Regions from separate parts of the Mus musculus genome. Here regions 2 and 3 are each linked to region 1. A link is a contact called in public Hi-C and Micro-C data. All regions are on one chromosome and are shown on one strand. Each heading gives the region's core, a stretch centred on a gene start, on an enhancer-like site or on the middle of the called end of the contact. The rest is flanking DNA. Distances are from core to core; before and after follow the strand shown.

Region 1 (3,647 bases), core at 364-2,863:
AGCAGCAACTCTTGTTGGCTTGGAGCTCATCAATTAAATAAAGCGGGCTGGTCAGTGGGCCTCAGGGGTCATCCTGACTCCACCTCCCAGTGCCGGGGTACAAATGTGTAACAAGCATACCTTACATTTTTTCTGTGGTTTCTGGGGATCAAACTTGGGTCCCCAGGAAGATGAGGTAAGCACTTTACAGTTGAGTTAGCTCCCTAGCCCCAGATTAACACTTTTAACTTAAATTTATTTTTTATCTAATATATAAAAACATAAATTGGATATGAATTTAATGTTTGAGTGCATGTCTGCATCATGTCCTGTTTAGTTCTGGATTCCTTACATAAGTGAACTAATCCAGGCAAAGGGCAAGTACTACATGATTTCATTCATATGGGAAACCAAAGGAGTTCCTACTCAAATGTTTGTCATCCCTTTATGGTAAGAACATTCAAAATTCTCCCGTTTCTGGCCTGAGTTTACTGAACTGACAGCACATCCTCATTGTCTGGCAGGCACCCCAGCCTCCAGGATAGGTATAAGTGTCACTAGAGACGTTGGAGGTGACAGTATCCTATCCCAGTAGTTAAATGTTGGAGGCCCCAATGGTCTCCCCTCTGTGCAGTAGCATACAGAACTTCTTATTCTTCTTTATTAACTATTGATCATCTTCTGCCACGTCGCTCCCCACACCAGCCTCTGGTAGCCGTCTTTCTACCCTTGACCCGTGGAAGATCCCTGGTTGAGTTCACATATGAATGAGATCCTGTGGTATTTGCCCTTTTTCCTGGATTAGTTCACTTACATTACGCCTCCCAGTTCATCCGCATTGCCCCAGAGTACTAGGCAGCTATGTTTCTTATTGCTCAACAGTTCTGTTGTGTGTTTGGACCACATTTTCTTTATCTATTTGTCTGCACTTCCAGGTTGTTGTGGGTAGTGTGGAAATTGAGATTGGGGGACAACTGTTCTTTCAGGTATTCACGTCTTTGGATGTATGCCCAAGAACTGGGATGCTGGGTCATATGGTGTGTCTGTTTTTAATCTCTTTATTTATTTACATTGATCGTGTGAGAACATGGACTTGAGTGTGCTTCTGTCTTTCCACCATGTGGGTTCCTGGGATCAAGCCCAGGACCTCAGGTTTGTCAGCAAGTGCCTTCAAAGGCCGAGCCTCCCTAGGAGCCTCTTTAACTTTGTAGGGCACTTGCATGCTCTTCCTCAGCTAGACTAGCTTACCTTCCTCCCCACAGTCCGTGAGGACTCCTGGTCCCCAGATCCTTGCCAGTGCTTGTCGCCTTGGTACTTCTGGCTGGTGAGAGGCAGGTTCTCTGAAGACACATGTGAACACAGCACACATGCACACAATCACAAACACATCTGAAAGGACAGGGGAGCAGAGGTCGAGACAAGGAAGGATGCTTGGGAAAGTTCCAGCTGGACGGAAAGAAACCTCCGAGGCCTGGGAAGCAGGGTGAGTTCATAGACAGACATCTGATCCCGCAGGCAGGAGTCGCTTCTCTGCTTCCTGGTAAAGACGTTGGCAGCCTGCTGTGTGTGTCTGTGCTGTGCTAGCTGCTGTACTGCCCACAGGAAGCATCAAACAAGATAGCCTTGAACGTTGGAGGAAGTTATCTTGATGTGGAAGTGGCAGACTTGTGTTCGCGAGGTGTGGCCTGTGGCAGGCAGCATCTAGGCAGTTAGAACAGGGTAAAACCAGCCTTTTGTCTAGAACACGCTCCCTTCCCGGAAGGCTTTTATTATCATTTAGTTCTGTATCTCAGTCTGTATATGCTGTGGGGTAAGTGTTATCTGCCTGCAGTGTATAGATACTAAACTAGTTATTTCATATCGGCAGTTGAAAATGTTGGAACCTGCCAAGCTGCCTCCTGTCCCTGGCAAATGTCCTGATCACTAACTCAGTGGGGCTGACAGGTAGACGCAGCTGTTTAGCCTGTAAAAGAGTTGAGGAATTAAAGTGAAGTTGGACGAGTATATAAGTAATGGTAGCTGAGATCCTGCAGATCTGAAAAAGAGTTCATTTTTAAAAGCGAGAAGCATGCCAGTCTAAACATCCTGACAGTTTCCGTTCCGAGATTTAGACCATATTGTAAAACCCATTTGCATTTACTCAATGGTACGTGTATCAGAGTTTGTTAGACACTTTCTTGAATATATTATTTTGTGGCTATTCTTGTAGAAAGCTCACTCGTGTCTGTAAGTAGTTTGGCTCGTGACATATAACTGAAGTGTTTGTACCTAGTGACACTTTGGCGTGTCTATGTTTATTGTTGTTGGGCAACTTGATTCAGGGCTGTAGAGTCTTAACTGTTCTATGCACATCAGGTCAGTAGCCCACCCATTCTGTGAGTCTAGGATGGACACTGGGTAAGGTTTCAGAAGCCCCCTCAGGGATGATGATGTACGGCTAGAATTTAAAATCCTTATTTACATTGTGTGTGTGTATATAAGAGAGAGACACACAGAGGCAGAAGGTGGGGGGGTTTCACTGCATAGCTCTAGCTAGCTCAGAACTCACTATGTAGAGCAAGTTGGCCTGGAACTCACAAAGATCCATCTGCCTCTTATTTTAGAGTCTTAGAAAATCAATGTTGTTCCTTTCTAGTCTTTTCCCTGTGACTTGTGTTGCTGATAACTTGTTTTATTGCTTTCTGGACAGAATGTTGTTTAATTTTGAGTCTTGCTATTGTAAGTTTGGCTTTGTAACTTGATCATGCCAAACAAAGGAAGTCCAGCGTGTGCTGTGTTCTGCAGACTCATGGATCTAGACCAGGCTTGTTGCTGAAATATGTAGCTTTGGAAGCAAACGCGCATCCTTTTCAGATCAAACACATTTTCGGGGAAGGGATAGAATTACAGATGAGCAATACTGGCAGGGGTTCTTTGTGCTATTTCTTTATTTTTTATATGGAGACTTTATCACATGGGGAAAAAATCTTTCCCAATTTTTTTTCCTTTGGCCACTTGATTTTTTAGTTATTGAGCAACCGTGCATGTTAAAATCTTTTGGTTTCTAATTGTGTTGGTTTTTTAGTAATATATTTTGAAGTTGTGTTTTTAGATAACACTAATTCTATTTTGATGAAACATGATATAAATAAAAGGAGGAAATTTGGGTTTTGGCTCACTGTTTCAGAGGTTTCTGGCGGTGGCCACTAGGCCCCATCACTGTGAGCCTTTGGGGTGTGAGACATCAGAGAGGGGGCCGGGGAACAGAGCTGCGCTGATGGGCTTTTGTTTGCTTTTTCCCCTTGAGGGCCCTATTTGGAGTTTGTGGGTCTGCCCCTCAGGAGCTGCCTTTGGTAGCTGTCCTCTGTGGACACGCCTCAGCGGTATACTCTGAAGTGTGTCTCACCAGTCTCCAATCAAGTTGACGATGGAGATTAACCATAGCAGATCATTTCAATCAAAACCTTATCATTAAGTAGGGACCTTTTCTATTCCTAATACTAATTGGGCTTTTGTATGTTTTTCATTATATATTTTATCTGATATTAGTAGTGCTGCAGGCTTGGGTTTGTTTTGAGAATTATTCATTGTTTCTAATGCTTTCATGTTTAGCTGTCTTATATACAGATTGCTGCTGGGTTATTTTGATCTCTTGCTGTGTGATTTCTTTTTGATCTCGTTGGTGTTTG
Region 2 (3,647 bases), core at 466-2,965, 200 kb after region 1:
CCCATGGCATGTGGTAACATTTGAGGGGCATTTGGTAGTTGTATGTGCTGTTACTTGTGTAAGTGGGTAGTCATCAAGAGCACTGCTAGATCCTAGTGCACAGAACTGGCATCCTCCCCCACAGTGTTATCCAACCCAGCCAGTGGTGCTAAGGTTGAGAAGCCTTGTTGCATGCCAAGGATGTGTTGCCCAAAGCTATAAGATCTTACTAGCACAGCGGGTGACAGTTGCTAAGTGATACCATGCTAGGTCCTGGTGGGTGCCTGGGTGCTCTGAGAGAGTGGAGGAGGGTGATGGAGGATGAGTGGGTGCCATCACAGATGTGGGAAGAGTTGAGGGGATGCTGGAGCAACCACGAGGCACCGCGTGACCAGCATGAGGCTGGGAGTTGGGAGCCAGTATAGAGGAACAGAATGGTGAGTGTGCCCTGCAGTGGAGCCGAAGGCTGTGCTTGGAAAAGTGGAGATGCTGAACTGTAAATAAAGAGGGTGCATGGTTGACTCTGGGGCAGAGGAAGGCCAGGGTGGGCAGTGTTTTAGGAAGAGTTGCCCTTGGTGGTAGCAGGATTGGTTGGAGAAAGGCTAGTCTGTAATACTGAGACTCCAGGCAGGTGAAAGGAACTTGTCATGGTGTCAACTTATGCCTGAAGGACAGAGACACTGCCAGTTACTAGCCTGTTCCTCAGTTTACCTGTATGTAGATTGGGGGCCAAGAGATGAAATGTTTGGCTTTTAAACCTAGCTGAAGTGATGACAAGGCCCAGGGAACAGAAGGTGACCTTTATGTAGTAGTATTGAGAGTGTACCATGTCCTCCCATGTCCCACAGGCAAGAGCTGTCCTCAATCTCTGAGTTACAAAGGAGGAATGGAAGCCTAAGGTCCCCTGAAGCAGCAGAGGCAGGCCTCACTCTGGGGACTTTGTCACCAGAGTACAAACTCCTAAGCTCAAAGCTCATGTGATAAATGTGAGGCCTTGTAGCCTGCCCAGGTGCTGACCTGGGGTGTGGCCAGAAAGAGTGACTCCAGCAGCATCCGAAAAAAGGCAGGCTTAGGATGTGGCTCCATGACTCCGTGGCTTCGTGGCTCTGGGCCCAGACTTAGAGTTTTGTGGCATCAGAGATCCTGTTCATTTCTGTGGCAACATTTTCAGTCTTTCCCCTTTGGAGTCCATCTTCCCTTCAGAGAGGAACTGGGTGCCAGCTCAGGGTTCCTTAAGACCAGCATTGATGCATTTCCCCCCTTAGTACATGTTTAATCATATTGCACTGTTGTCCACCCAGTGAATTGTGTGTGTACGTGTGCTCACACATGCATGTGTATATACATGTGAATGTATACATGTATGTGTATATGTATTATGTGCTCATACGTACACCTACATGAATACATACATGTAAGTACATATGTATATATGAATATATGTACATAAGGGTGTATATATCTTTATATGTACATATGTGGTTTTGTGTGCGTAGACACACATAGACACACACAGACACACACATGTATACACACACACACACACACACACACACACACACACACACACACCCGTGCCTTCTCTATTTACTGCTGGGAGTTCAGAAAGAGCACTTGCTTTTCTTTCTGCCTCCTGCAGCCAGGGGCTGTATATAATGTATTTAAATATATTCAATGAGATGCATGAAACAAACAAAAAAAAGCCCCTCCTGGAAGCTGGATTTACACCTGAGTACAGGTTCCCTGTTGGCATGTGTCACAGCTGTCTGGCAGCCTGGCTACTTTTATCAAGGGAGGAGAAAGCAGGTAAGGAGAGGAGGGAAGGGGGCACACAAGTGAGCAAGGATGTGGAAGCAGAGTGGGCTGGTGGGAGAATGGGTGGGAACATCAGCAAGCAGAGATCCGAGCCCTTCGCTCGCAGGCTCCACCGTGTGAATAAATACATGTCATGCAGAGCTAACCGAGTGTGCTGCTTCCTCAGCCGCCTCTGCTTCCCTTCTTCCTGTTACTGCCGGGCCGGCCATGCAGAATTAGGATGTGGGCTTCAGTAGTACAGAGCAGAAGGTGGACGATCACGTTTGAATATTGCTTTGACTCCGCAGGCAGAGTGCTTGCTAGAAAGCGTGAGGACCTGACTTTGGATCCCCAGCACCCAGCTAAACCACTGAATGTGACAGTCTATGTCTTTACCTCGGGCAGTGAGAGCCAGGGACAGTTGGATCCCAGGGCCTGCTAGCCAGCAGGTCTAGCGGAATTCTGGGGCTTCAGGTTCAGTGAGAAATACTCCTTAAAAAAATAATGTGAAGAGTGATTGAAGGAGACTCCTAACACACACACACACACACACACACACACACACACACACACACACAGAGGTTGGGGGAGGGGTTAAAGAACATTTTTTTCTTGCTCTCCTGCTGTATGGCAATGTTACAGTGATAATCTGAATTCTTAGGGCAGAGACTATAGTATAATGGGCTCTAGGATCATGGGCTTTATTCAAGGAGAGTTAACATTGCTTCTGAGGACATTCGGCTGGTAGGACATGGATGTATGTTAGAGATCTTACAGCTTCAATAGCCCCACAAGGCTTGTGCTTTCCTGTACTTGCTGAGGCATGTGTGTGTGTGTGTGTGTGTGTGTGTGTGTGTGTGTATGTGTCTAACAGTAACAGATGTGCTAGTTGCTTGTAGTGAGTGGCCTGCTCTAGGGGTGTGTGCACATACAAAGCTTCAAAATATCTGTCTGTCTGTCAGCATTAATCCTGCTTTGCAATTTTTAAGATCATGAATCTATAGTGTATAACACTAAGGCTTAGCAACTTCTCAGTGTTACCTGTACCATCATCCCTGTTACTTCTGTCTCTGACACTTCACTTCTTAGAGGAGACTTTTCCTACAGTCTATAGAGCAAGATCTCTATGTTCATTGCAAGCAATGCCCATCCCTTCCTGCTTGCTCAGCAGGGTTGTACAGCAGAGAATGACTAAGAGGAGAAGCAGATGGGCCAGTTGTAGTGTCTGGTTTATGAGAATTTAATTATGCCTCTCATGACAAAGCTAGATCTTGGCTGTGTGGCGTTATCGCCGCTTGCTCTTTATCAAGGCCAAGATGACATCTTCTATTATGCACAGAAGCAAAGAAACACAATGCAGGGCAAAGCAGGGCCAAGCAGGGCCAATCCCAAACAGAAAGTGACCTCAATCCTCCCCGCCCAGCTCTCTGTGTATGGCGTGTATTTGGAAACTTACTGTTCCCTCCCATAGGAAGGGCACTTCTGAACATATTATTTTGGCTAAGAGTCATAGATAAGAAGATATTAGAGTCAGTGAGTATTACCAGCTTTGCTGTATGCTGGGTGAGTAGAGATGGCAGCCACCTTAAGTTCCCAAGTCTTTGTTCATGTTTTACTTGTATGTCAGATGGATTATGACCATGCTGGTTGCTTCTGAGAGTGCCGTGGGTGGTGAGAAGGGATAATATAGGACTCAGATTCTCTGCAGACTTCACTCTGGAGGTGGAAGGAGCCAGGCCCTTTCTTGTATTCCTATCCAAAACTCAGAGAGGAGCTGGGATGGGGGAATCCACTCGACGTTGGGTTTCCTCTGTATTTGTAGCTCTTAGTACAGTACTCATTGGTCTCTAAATATCTATGAAACTGGAACATTT
Region 3 (3,647 bases), core at 703-3,202, 180 kb after region 1:
TGACACATTGGTTCTCTTGTTCCATTGAGAAAGTTACTCATCTCCACATAGAGACTGCAAGGAACAGCAAGATGGCTACAGATTGAACACTGGGGAGTGCAGATAAACAGTTATTTAGTTATTAGGTTGAGATTTAGGTAAAGATGAATCATTTAAACCATGTCTTCCCCATACAGAGCACATTCACGGAATTGTCCCTTACTTTAGGTCACCTAAGTGACGCCGTTTGCCTCACTGTACATTTTCTGAGAACATCAGAAGAGGTAGATTTTGAAGTGTCTGATGTAGCACACTGTAGGGATGACGTGCGATTTGTTGAACAGATGAGCTACTGAAGCAGCTGTAGAAACCAGGCATAGTACATGTAACCACTCGTGTGTAGCATGACCTCTCTGTTCACACGAAGCTTGTACAGTATGTCCTTTTGTGCTTCTTTAGCGGGGTAGACTTTTAAATATACATGGTCTTGCTAGGCATCCCAGGATGGCTTAGATCTCATGACCCTTTGGCCTCCACCTCTGGAGTGCTAGCATTGCAGCCATGGGTTACCATGTTCCACTTTTATGGGCAGTTTTTATTGAGCTGGCTATAGAGTCACCTGACATCTGTGTAAGGGATGATGGAGAGAGAGTGTGTGTCATTTCTGCCCTGTCAATACTACAACCAAGATACTGATGTCAGCAGTCTACTTGCATTCGGCGATACATGGCTTTTATTCGGATACAGTTATAAGTTTGGATACAGTTTGTAGAATGATGGCGTCTGGTTAGCTAAGATGCAGGGAAGGATATGGGTGTCTGAGGCAGAGGGTCTCTGTTGGGATGAGGCTAGGCCCCAGCTGCAGAATAAGGGGTCAGTTTGGAAGACTGAGGGAGTCCCTCGTAGGAAGAAAAGGTTTTCCCAAGAACCTTGGAGTGAAGGACAGCCCTGTCTACGTGTCTTTCTTGCCTGTGCCCTTCTACAAATATCATACCATGCCAGCTCCATGTAGCCCAGATGGTGGGGGGTATGTGAAGTAGTTTGGATTTCCAGGGACTTGGGGTCTGCATCCAAATCCCATGTGCCCCTCTTTCTAACCTATACCCTCCAGAATATTTTAGAAGAATTCATGTCTGTTTTTGTCCTCTCTGACTTCCCCTTTATGTGGTTGCTTTTCTTATTGGATGCAGATGGGCAGGCATGGAGGTCTGATGGTTCATCTTAATCATTATTTAGCAGCCTCTTTCTAGTTCCAAGTCTCATCTCACCGCGGCCCACCATAGCCTCTTGCCTAGGAAAGGTGGGTCACCGAGAGTAATAGAGTTGACGGGAGTTTCCCTTTGGGAGAAGTTGTGAAGAAAACAAAGCCCATAGTTCTTCCTAGAAAGAGGATCTGGGCTCAGCTGGTAATACCTTGAAGCACAGGATCTGTGTTCTTTCCTTGGTGGGTGGTGGACATGGGGGTCAGGTATGGTGGTGCAATCCAACTCTCCTGGAGATGGACAGATAGAGTCAGGTGCATGCGGAGTGCTCACTGGCCAGCCAGCCTCATCTACTTGGTGAGTTCTAGGTTAATGAAGGACCTTGTTTCCAAAAATAAGGTAGACAGTACCCAAGAAATGGCAGTCAAAGTTGTCCTCTTGGCTCCACACACGTGCATGCACACCTGCACACAGATATATCCACACACCCCAAAAAGAGGAAAGAGAAGGTGACGGGTTACTGTCTAGGACAAGGTGTTTTCCAAGCTGGGGCTCTTGAAGTTCACTGCCTGCTGAGCCTAAAGGGGCTCTTCTGAATGGGGACACGGCCTTGTTTCTATTTAGAGAGAGAAAGGCCACCCAGTATTCTTATACTCCTGAGTTAATTCCAGCATTCTGGGTTAGAAGGTAGCAGCAGCTTCACCATGCTCTCATTTCCATGGAGGTTTAAGAAAGAGCTGGATTTCAGCCTACAGGAGTGACTCATAGAGTTAACTGTTTCCTAGGAGTCAGGTCCACTCATTGGTGAGTGGGCGGCCTGTTAACTGCAATCATGTGGGCACAACCAAGAAAGGCAACATTTGCATCCTGTCCCATACCTGGGTCATTACCTTCTGCCACAAGACTTGTAAAACAAGACACACCTTTCCCAGGAATTACCCGTCCGCAAACATGTGACTGCACAGCAGGTGATTCTGCTGCGGGAGCCCTGAGAGCGTCTTTCCAGGGAAGGCTAACTCATAAGGCTTGAAACCCAGTTTGAAAATATACACCTTTTGGAGAAAGTCCTATATTGAAGAAAAAAATTGAGTTGAAAGGACCCGTCTAAGAGATTTGGAAAACGTATGCATTAAATAATTCTTTGAAGACATCGTATATGAGGTTATTTTTTTTCCCAGAATCTTACTGTTTCTGGAAGATTTTTTCTCTTTTTCTCTGTTACTTTTTCAGTTTACTAGGGCCACTTTGTAAATGTGAAAAAATTTCTCATATTCTTCTGATATTTTTTTTTGTTCCTTGAGACAGGGTTTCTCTGTGTAGACCTGGCTATCCTGGAACTCACTCTGAAAATCAGGCTGGTCTTGAACTCAGAGATCTGCCTGCCTCTGCCTCCGGAATGCTGGGATTAAAGACTTGTACCAAGACAGCCCAGCCTGATAAGTGGATGAGAACCAAGGAGAGAAAAATGAGTTTTGCCTGATGGCTTTGCAGGTTCCCTTGGATCTGAAGGTGACTTCTAAGGGACTCCACGCGATGCTTTACCAGCACATGACCAGGTGGCTGCCCTTGCCAGCTTATCCCACAATGACCAGCATTATATAGAACAGTGCTGGCCTCACTGTTTCTTGGATTCAGTATGAGTTTCTGCTATGCTTGTAAGAACTGCGACTGCCTGTGTGATAGTCAGCAGCTCCCTGCTTTGAATGAAGGCAAATGCTCACATTTTTCCTCCTCTATTATAAGGACTTAGAGAAGGGTCTTTCATCCGACCGCCCAGACAGCTTCCTTTGCCTGCACATAGTTAGTGTAATGTCTTTCATATTGCATATGATTTCTTCTATCAGCTGCACAATGGCCTATCTTGAATATTTCTTTATACTGTAAATCTTTCTAGAAAATGACATCTATGCCTTTTGGCTCTCAAGAAGCTGGAGTGGGAGGTAGCATTCAGGGCCTGGAACATTGCATACCTGTGCTCTCTCCAGGGTGTCTTGGTTGGCTTGTTTATTTTACTTTTACCTTTTGTTTCTAGGCAGCACTTTTCTCTGTAGATTCTGCAATGGTCTTCAACTCTGGATCTTCTGCTTCTCTCTGTCTCTCTCTCAGGTGTGGAAATTAGAGGCATGCACTGCCAGGCCTGGTGCCTAAGCTCCTTCTCCTTCCTGTCATGTCTTTCCTCCCTCCTTTTCTCCTTCTGTATACTTGTCTCAGTAACACACGCACATGCACACGCACACGCACACACTGATGGGTTAGGCATATGGCTATGAGACTCTGAGGGTCCTAGTCCAGCAGCATATCCTTGCCTGTTCCTTCCCATGCGCCTCTGATGCTTTCCTTCCAGTGAGTGGGATCCTCTTTCCCCCATCTTCCACTCAGACTCATCCTTCTTCCATAGAGAGGCTTCATGGAACTTTTCTCAGCCTGCCTCTGCCTGTCTGTCTGTCTGTCAATCAATCGATCAAT

What was found. A called contact is a pair of places that touch in the nucleus more often than the background predicts.
Region 2: a contact with region 1 is called in a Hi-C map of bone marrow-derived macrophages, with 2.2 times the contacts expected there. The contact joins two enhancer-like sites. A contact is called at or near these places in 7 of 484 Hi-C or Micro-C datasets (the BV-2 cell line, bone marrow-derived macrophages, conventional dendritic cells and 3 more), 3 of 115 datasets of contacts at active chromatin or transcription factors (bone marrow-derived macrophages and embryonic stem cells) and 3 of 9 other capture datasets (adipose tissue, liver and pancreatic islet).
Region 3: a Micro-C map of the G1E-ER4 cell line shows a contact between it and region 1, with 2.6 times the contacts expected there. The contact joins two enhancer-like sites. A contact is called at or near these places in 7 of 484 Hi-C or Micro-C datasets (the BV-2 cell line, the G1E-ER4 cell line, bone marrow-derived macrophages and 2 more), 5 of 115 datasets of contacts at active chromatin or transcription factors (bone marrow-derived dendritic cells, bone marrow-derived macrophages, embryonic stem cells and 1 more) and 3 of 9 other capture datasets (adipose tissue, embryonic stem cells and liver).

The regions. Positions count from the first base shown.
Region 1 is chr2:5,799,442-5,803,088 of GRCm38.p6, reverse strand. All of the region lies in intron 10 of Cdc123 (cell division cycle 123), which reads left to right. Among named protein-coding and RNA genes, the nearest start is that of Gm29984, 24 kb to the left of the region's middle. Within about 2 kb of position 1,613, at least 104 of the 459 cell types and tissues checked have an H3K27ac peak or open chromatin away from gene starts, as enhancers often do. A contact at or near this core is called in the G1E-ER4 cell line, bone marrow-derived macrophages and embryonic stem cells, where this site is marked.
Region 2 is chr2:5,595,354-5,599,000 of GRCm38.p6, reverse strand. All of the region lies in intron 1 of Camk1d (calcium/calmodulin-dependent protein kinase ID), which reads left to right. Among named protein-coding and RNA genes, the nearest start is that of Gm36853, 110 kb to the right of the region's middle. Within about 2 kb of position 1,715, at least 34 of the 459 cell types and tissues checked have an H3K27ac peak or open chromatin away from gene starts, as enhancers often do. A contact at or near this core is called in bone marrow-derived macrophages, where this site is marked.
Region 3 is chr2:5,617,021-5,620,667 of GRCm38.p6, reverse strand. All of the region lies in intron 1 of Camk1d (calcium/calmodulin-dependent protein kinase ID), which reads left to right. Among named protein-coding and RNA genes, the nearest start is that of Camk1d, 96 kb to the left of the region's middle. Within about 2 kb of position 1,952, at least 34 of the 459 cell types and tissues checked have an H3K27ac peak or open chromatin away from gene starts, as enhancers often do. A contact at or near this core is called in the G1E-ER4 cell line and embryonic stem cells, where this site is marked.